Regions from separate parts of the Anas platyrhynchos genome. Here all the other regions are linked to region 2. The links are chromatin contacts, called in public Hi-C maps. All regions are on one chromosome and are shown on one strand. Each heading gives the region's core, a stretch centred on a gene start, on an enhancer-like site or on the middle of the called end of the contact. The rest is flanking DNA. Distances are from core to core; before and after follow the strand shown.

Region 1 (2,700 bases), core at 143-2,642, 53 kb after region 2:
ATCACTTAAAAGATGAACTTTCACAAAACAAAAAAAAATGAACTCAAGATAAAATTGGAGCCAATAAAATTATCTGTATTAGAAAATTTTATAAAATTATCTATTCTTCAAATATTTATATCTGCATTATCAATTGCTGTGTAGTTACTGCATATAAACAGATCGCAAAAATGTGTATTCGTAACACATACACCATTGATGAATAAAACACATCAAGAAATGTGCCTGCTTTGCAAACTACCCTGTCACTCTCCATACTCACAAAGCTGCCATAAAGCGCTGAAGAAACATTTTTCCACAAATGTTTGCTACATCCTGACCACTTATTTTCTGCAGATTTAACTGACTGCACAAACTACGATTCACTGGTGAAAGAGGCCCATTCTTTAACCGAAGGTCACTTGTATGTGTACATTTTAGATACAACTCTTCCTTGCTAAAGAGAGAATGCTTGTAAACAAACCTCTAATAAAATATCTGAAAACATTTCCTTCATGAATGTAATCTTTCACTGTAGCAATGTGTTTCATCTGTTAATGTATGTTTTGGTACCAAAGCTCATCTTGCACCATTTGTTTGAAATATTTTGGATATCCCATTTAACTTGCAAGCATCAGCTGCTGCCTGTCAAATATAGCAGAAAAATGCAATACAGCTTTAAAAAGAAATGGCAGGCACAAACTACAGTCTTTTTACTTTACTTCAGATTGCTTCTGACAGTAGTTCAATCTGCCAATCTAACAAATACGAAGGATCATCTACTATTTTTGTAAGCGGCTCATTGAGAAGCATTGCCTAGTATAATAATATGATGGTTAAACTTCTCCATTAGTCTGGAAAATAATTCCTGGTTTCATCAAGTCTACAAAGAGACTACGATAAACAAACGGAGGAATTTTCTTTAAGGTGGAACCATAAGAACTATGATCACAAAGAAAACGTAAGATTATTAGAGTACTTCATCTGCCTTTCCACAATGAATTTCCTGAATTTCCTGATGAGCTATTTACTACCACGTTGTTTGTGTGCTTTAACCTTTTAGGTAGAAGATCTTTTTTGACGCGTTTTTCCCAGAACTAATAGGACACTAGCTTTTGTATTCTAAAAGCAGTATTAACTATTTTAAATTGCTGTAGTGTTTGGACTTGACAAAACTCATGGGGAGAGGATCAACGTTATTTTCTGGCTGTCTTTTCTGGGTGTCTAAATCAGGAGTGCAACCTTCCCTTCCAGTCCCAGAAAAAAAAAAGGACCAGACGATAGAGCACGTTTCAGAGCAGAAAAACGGGGCTCTTAACACCCTCTGCTGGAGCCTGCGCTGCACCCACAGCCCTCAGCACAGGCTGCGCTCAGGTCGGAGGCTCTGACTCCCCCCCCCGCCCCGCCCGGCCGCCGCCATCTTGGGGGCCGGGTCCCGGCGCTGCGGGCGGGGCCACGCGCGGCGCGTGACGTCACGGCGGGGCTCCCCCCGGCCCGCCGCTCAGCGGCGCGCGGGCTGGTGACGTCACAGCGCGGCGACACCATGCTCAAGGTGAGGCGGCCGCGAGCGGCCGGGAACGGTCCCGGGTGACCGTTGGCGGCCGTTGGCGGCCGTTGGCGACCGTTGGCGACCGTTGGCGGTCCGGGGAGGGAGGAATCGGGGAGAAAGGCAGTGAGGCAGGTGGAACGTGCAGGGTTCGGGGGTGATTCCCTCAGGAGCCATCCCGTGCCCACGCGTAAAGGTGGATTCTCCACTTCGAAAAGCAAAACGAGACAAAAGCTGTGAGGAACCCGCTCTGTTTCTCTTCAGTTAGCGTGAACCCGCGGCACCGCCTAGGCAGAAGCGTGGTGGTTTGGGGTTTTAGCCTGCCGAGCAGCTGCACGGCGAGCAGGAGGCGCAGTGACACCAGGATGTTTTGCTGAGCCCCGCGGCTTGGCAATACCTGGGTAACATGGAATTAAGGGGCGAGATCCTGAAGGTTATGCTGTGCCCGTGTGTATGTACACCGCTGCGCTGCTGGTCCTGCCTGTCCTGTAAGCGTGGCTGATCTAGAGGACCACTGCAGTATAGCGAGAACCATGCACTTAAGGAGTCGTTAATCTTGCACTTCTATGGGCTACTTTCATTTTCTTGTTTAAAATGTAAACTTGAAACCTTTGACAACTATCTGCACTTCCATATTTTGATCAATGTGGAGAGTGGAAGTTTCTATTTGAGTAGTTGCTTTGGGAAGCCAAGTTGGTTCCATTCTTACACTCCGCTGTTTGCATGCATATTAACATAAAAAGCACAGTTACTTAAAAGTATTTGAACTTGCTACTTCTGGTGACATTTAGATAACTTCCAAACAATGTAAAAGGTGTTAAATAGCAGAAATCCCCACACCTGCTGTTTAACACAGTAGACTGGATTTGTTTGTCCTAAGCAGAGGTTTTCAACAATGAATTACACTTTAATTAAAATTTTATTTTGGAGATGTTGCTGGTGTTGTTTTTAATACAGGAAACACGTGTGGTAGCATTACCCTGAAGAAGATGATGTAAAAACTGTTCATGTGTATTCACATAACAGGCTTCTGCCATATTCAGGAATTATATTTTATATACTTGTATTTTTGAGTGGCTCTCTGAAATTATATTTTTCAAGGCTTATTCCAAAAGGCTTCCCTGCTGCTAAACTCTTTGGAGTGTGGTATATGCCACTGATGGAATAGCAGTTCT
Region 2 (2,700 bases), core at 71-2,570:
GCCCAAAAAACTGATGGGGGTCCCGTCAATCCAAACCCCACGTTGTGTTGGTCGTGTGTCTCTGCTTGTGGAACTATGGCTTCAGATAGCATGAACTGTGCAATTCTAGTCCGCTTAGGTATGAGCCCTGGAGGAGAGGGAGTCCATGCCATTGCTCGTGTTATTCCTTCATAATCAGCATTGATTACTCCAGGCAGCACAAAAAGACCCATTAGCGTGGTGCTAGACCGCCCTAGCAAGAGGGTGCTGCATCTCTTCCCTATTGATCCCTTTACGTTCAGAGGTATTTCACAGATCTGAATGTCCCAAAGGGTGCAGCTCATTACTGCAGAGCCATCCCATGCGGCGCTTTCTTGGGTTTGGGCTGTGAGGGAACCCACGGTGACGCAGGAGCAGGGGGCGGCTGTGGTTGCGGCCCAGTAGTCATCACCGCCTGCCCCAGTGACTTCTGCGAGGACAGCCCGGCCACTGGTGTCATCGTGCGGCCCTGTCCCGCGCTCCGCTTGCCGTGTCCCCGCCGCGGCTGTGCAGGCTGACCCTCTGCGTTATGCTTCCAGCGGCACTGCCTAGCCCAGTGCCACCCCTTGCCACACCGTGGGCAGATGGTGGGAGGAGCAGGGTTACCACGTTCCCCCCCGGCTCCTCGCTGTGGGCATTGGGTGGCACAATGCCCCGTGGCTCGGCAGTGGAAGCACCGCTTACCCCCGCTTTTAAGCGCGGCAGCAAAAGCTGCAGCCAAAGCGGCAGCGTGATGGTCGATGGACCCAGCTGGACTGCAAGCCTTTATCATTTGCACCAACGTAGTGTTAGCAGGCAGGGCTCGGAGTATTTTCTTACAGTCTGCGTTTGCGTTTTCCACTGCCAGTTTTAGCGTAAGGACCTCCTTCGCCTCGCGGTTGTCAATTTGTCTGTCCAAAGCGCCCCGCAGTCTGCCAATGAACCGCATGTAGGGCTCGGTAAGGCGTTGCCTGACGCTGGTGAACGGTGGCTCGGCTTCTCCAGCTCCAGGCAACTTCAGCATGGCCTGCAGGGCCAGGGAGGCGGCCTGCCGCAGGATGGCGGCGTTGAGCCGAGCCTGCAGCCTCGGGTCCAGGAACGGCCCCGTCCCCATCAGCTGTGGGACCCCGGCCCCGCGGAGGGGGTCACCGGGCGGCCGCTGCATGTTGCCCAGGGCGGCTAACCTGCACCCTGCTTCCCATGTTTGCTCCCAGAGCAATTTGTGTTTCGGCGTTAAAATCAGCGCGGCTATCTGACGGCAGTCGTACGGCACCAGCAGCTGGCCAGCCATAACATACTCCAACAACGACTGAGTGAATGGTGCGCGTAGTCCATGCGTGCTCACAGCCTTCCTTAATTCTTTAATTAGGTCCCACTGGAAGGCATTACCGGGGGTAGGCAAGGCAGGAGCCGAGGGGTTCAGCAGCGGTCTGCGGCCCCCCTCCTTGTCATCCCCCAGGTCTATCAGCTTGCACCTCCCTGGTGACCTTGCAGGCTCTGATCTCGGTTTGGCTGCTGTTACGGCCTGGGCAGCAGTGCTCCGTACTGTCTTTTCTGCCTGCCACAATCTTAAAGTCTCAGTCACCAGCCACCACGTAGTAATCACCTCAGCAGCATCAGTATCCCCCCTGGACGCTGCTTCCCATAGTATTTTCCCCGCTTGGTCCCAAGTTTTTACATCAAATACCGTGGAAGCCATTGAGGGGAACCCTTGTTTTCGCAAAAAATTCAATAGTAGCTTTATCTTAAATGGCTCATTTTTTACTCCCCTCTCTTTTAGGAGTTGCGTTAGTAGTTTCACGATAGCCTCTTCCTCTGGCGAAAGGCTAGAAAGGCCAGCTCCCATGATTAACGCCCAGCCGCTCACCTGTCCCTCAGGCCATGTCCCGGGGCTGAAGCTGCAGTCCAGCTGCCAGCTTGACTCCTTCGGCTGGGTTCCCTTCAGACACTCCTGCAGCGCTGCTCCTCCCACCTCGGGGTCACCATTGAAGGGATGCAAGACACAGACTCCTGATGGCTCCTGAGCAGAAGGCCTTTATTGCCCTTTTTCACTACTACACATACTTTCCCCATAGCTCCACACGCTGTCCACGCGCCCGAATCGGTCATACAACTGGTTAGAGACCCTCAGACACGCACCTGGAGCCAGCCAGCAATTGGCCACTGCCCAAAGCTCATCTTCAACACTGTCGCCAAGTTACTTTATCTCAACCTTACTCAAGTTTTTGTTTCTACCGCTTGTTTCCTCATGATCTCTAATTCAAGGACATGTGAAACAGCATGGAGCCACCTGCGAATTCCTTTCCCACGCATATGTATGATTACAAACCAAGCTTTCCCCAAACCTCCTCTTTTTAAGGTACGAAAAGCAGAAAAAAAAAAATCACCCTAATTTTTTGTTGAATCTAAGCCTACTCATCCTTTTAAGACTTTATATGTTCCTCAGCATTTTATAAGTTTCTTCAAAGAAAGGACCTCAATAAACATCACACACAAATACAAGCTTTTATCTTTCTTTATCCCTTTGCTGCATCACAGAATTAGTTTCCTGCGTATCCATTCACTGTCCTTTTTGCATTGAGCAAGTGCTGCATGTATGCAATACCCTAACCAACAAACATACTAAAGCATTAGAGAAAATACCAACATGTTACTAAGATAATGACATTTTTTCCCCAGTATTTTTGTGAAATCATGGCTTTG
Region 3 (2,700 bases), core at 108-2,607, 49 kb before region 2:
TGTGTGATCTACAACATGGATGGAGTCTCTTCTCCTGAAAAAATACTTTATAAAGGACTTAAAATATGTAGATAAACAGAATGTGAGACACATGAAGTGAACCATGCATAGCACATTTCTGAACAGTAGCCTGTATAGGTGTAGACAAAGATCTGTATGAACACGCAATAAAGTGAACAGTTCTTACAAGCTGTCTTGAGGCAGGCAAATCAGAGTCCTTCAGGAACAGGATGAATGTCTTTTCATGGGTACATGCTGAGAAATTATGGCTTCTGCTTATGCAACACTGCCCATTTTTATGGTGGAGATAAGAGGTTTTCAAAGATGGATGGACTCCTTTGGCTGATCATTCCTTTAAGTCTCTTAACACAACAATGGAAACTGTCACACGGCATGGAAAAAAATCCCTGAATCAGGTATTATTCTTCACTAGAAAGCTATACTGTAGTTAAAATTAGCAAGATGTTTCTGAACCCTTATTTAAAATGTGTGTGCACTGACATCCCAAGAAAAGAGTTTCTTTATTTAATTGCACTGTCAGTGCCGATGCTTTCAGCTAAAACCACTTGGAGTTAGACCTTTTAATAGAAAGTGACAATTTAAATTGCCACGATAGCAGCATAACCGGTGCTTGGAGTCATTACCGACCTGATGTTGCAGTTGGCTCCAGACCAGTTTATTAAAGCAAAAGAAAGCTGAAAAGAGTAGGAGAAGAGGAAATTAAGAGGCGAATCATTAATTCCTTTAGCACTCGCTGTAACAACATTAGCTGTGATGAACGCATTTGTCTGCATGATGGAGACTACGCATAATCTCACCCGCGCTTTGCATGAACCAACATCCCTCGATAGTGAATCGGTGATGGTAGGATCATGGACTCATTAAGGTGGGAAAAGACCCCCAAGATCACCTGGTCCAGCCATCACCGTACTGCCAGTGTCACCCACTGAGCCCTGTCCCCCAGCACCACACCCAGCCTCTCCTTGAGCACCCCCAGGGACGGTGACTCCACCACCTCCCTGGGCAACCCGTCCCAGCGCCTGGCTGCCCTTCCTGAGCAGAAATGGCTCCTCATTGCCAACCTGAACCTCCCCTGGTGCAACCTTGAGGCCGAGCTGCCACCTCCCTCCCTTCCTGCCGGCCGGGGGCGCCGTGTGAGGAGATGCCTGCCCGGCATTGCCACCTAGCGATGGGGCCTCCCCGGGCCGGGGGGGGGACGCTGGGGGACAGGGACCTGGGCCAGAGGCAGAAGTGCCCGGGGTGGGCTGGCACCGTGCTGGAGGCAGGGAAGGGCTCCGGCAGCAGCAGCAGGAGGAGCAGGAGCTGCTCCTGCCAGCTCTGCGGGCAGGGGGCCCCCCAGCGCCGCTGCAGCCGTGGCCGTGTCCCTGGGTGCCACAGCCCTGCCGCCGCTGGGGGGACGGGGCCCGAGCCCAGCCTGGGCGATGATTTCTTCAAGCGATTCCTCTCTTTCAATAAAGGTGTTGTATTTGGTTTTTGCCCTGAGAGCAGCCCCTGGGTGTGATCTGGGGGCAGCGCCTCGGGCAGGGCTGGGTGAGGAGGCGCTTCCCACAGCGGGAGCAGCACCAGCTTCTGGGTGCACGTCTGCTGGGAGCGCTGCACCCTCAGCTTGTTTGGGGTCACTCCTCAACACCTTTCCCCAGAGATTGCAAAGTATTGGGGTGAGGAGAGGGGGTCTGGTTGGTTGGCTTGGTGTTCAGACCTCATCCCTGCAGCCAGAAACTTCACGCACTGGTGGGAAGGGAGGAAGAGTTGAGCACTCCTCAGAAAGCTCAGTTGTGTCATCGTCTGGTCAGCCACCAGGGCTTAGCTCGGCTTGGGCCAGGGCCAGGCAAACTGAAAAATCAGAAGAAAACTGCCCCTAGTGACTTCTGCCTGTCCCCTGACCCAAGCAGCACTAACAGGGAACAGGACTCCTGAGGCTCCAGGAAACTGCAGGACCCCCCAAAAAAAAAAACACAAAGCTGTTCAGCCTCCCATCAGAGCTGCTTTCCAAAGCCAGCGGGGCTCCTGCAGCAGGGGGTCCCCTCTGGGCAGACCCCACCGCAGTGGCACAGCCTCCTTTACCACGAGGCCACAGCTCTGCCACACATTCAGCTCTTCCAAGCCATGTTTCCCAGAGACAGCTCACTCGGGGCCGGGCTGCAAGCAGTCACACCACATAAGGCTGCAGGACATCAGCTCTCTTCCTACAAGGAACATCCTCTCTCCCAGGATCACTAAGCATTTACCACTGCTGGTCCCTCTAAAGGGATCACCAATTAAGGGCTCACAAGCCTCTTAGTGCTAACGAGCTAAGTACGGTCGGGTCTGATGAGGATTTGGATACAAGAATTTACTTAAGCCTGCGATGGGAGAAGAAAAGCCCCATGTGTGTGCCTAGGGATTGCTGGCACACTGCACAGCATGCGGCTCTGGATTCCCCTCTTTGTGAGGTTTCAGGGGCAGGAGAGATGTCCCTGGCTCTGCAGGCTGGGCAAGGGCTTTTGCAGCGAGTCCAGCACTTTGCCTGGTACCTGCAGCTGCTTTTGCAGCACCAGAGCTGAGGCCTGCCATGGAAAAGCAAACCTGGAAGGCAAAGACTAGGGGTGACACTGATGGGCATCCAGACTGAAACGTACAAAACCCATTAAACTGAGTACAGGGTGGACACTGCACTCTCAGCACTGCCCTTTTTCCTTT

The links. Hi-C and Micro-C count contacts between places; a contact is called where the count stands out from the background.
Region 1: a Hi-C map of subcutaneous adipose tissue shows a contact between it and region 2, with 2.4 times the contacts expected there. The contact joins the promoter of APOO here to the enhancer-like site in region 2. A contact is called at or near these places in 3 of 8 Hi-C or Micro-C datasets (F1 follicle, small yellow follicle and subcutaneous adipose tissue).
Region 3: a Hi-C map of subcutaneous adipose tissue shows a contact between it and region 2, with 1.8 times the contacts expected there. The contact joins two enhancer-like sites. A contact is called at or near these places in 2 of 8 Hi-C or Micro-C datasets (liver and subcutaneous adipose tissue).

Annotation. Positions count from the first base shown.
Region 1 is chr1:116,487,823-116,490,522 of IASCAAS_PekinDuck_T2T, reverse strand. APOO (apolipoprotein O) reads left to right here and starts at 1,392. Exons shown (of 9, transcript XM_027449056.3): 1 at 1,392-1,531. The coding sequence starts at 1,523.
Region 2 is chr1:116,540,876-116,543,575 of IASCAAS_PekinDuck_T2T, reverse strand. No RefSeq gene overlaps it. Among named protein-coding and RNA genes, the nearest start is that of EIF2S3, 17 kb to the right of the region's middle. Within about 2 kb of position 1,320, at least 4 of the 8 cell types and tissues checked have an H3K27ac peak or open chromatin away from gene starts, as enhancers often do. A contact at or near this core is called in F1 follicle and subcutaneous adipose tissue, where this site is marked.
Region 3 is chr1:116,590,183-116,592,882 of IASCAAS_PekinDuck_T2T, reverse strand. No RefSeq gene overlaps it. Among named protein-coding and RNA genes, the nearest start is that of ZFX, 30 kb to the right of the region's middle. Within about 2 kb of position 1,357, at least 3 of the 8 cell types and tissues checked have an H3K27ac peak or open chromatin away from gene starts, as enhancers often do. A contact at or near this core is called in subcutaneous adipose tissue, where this site is marked.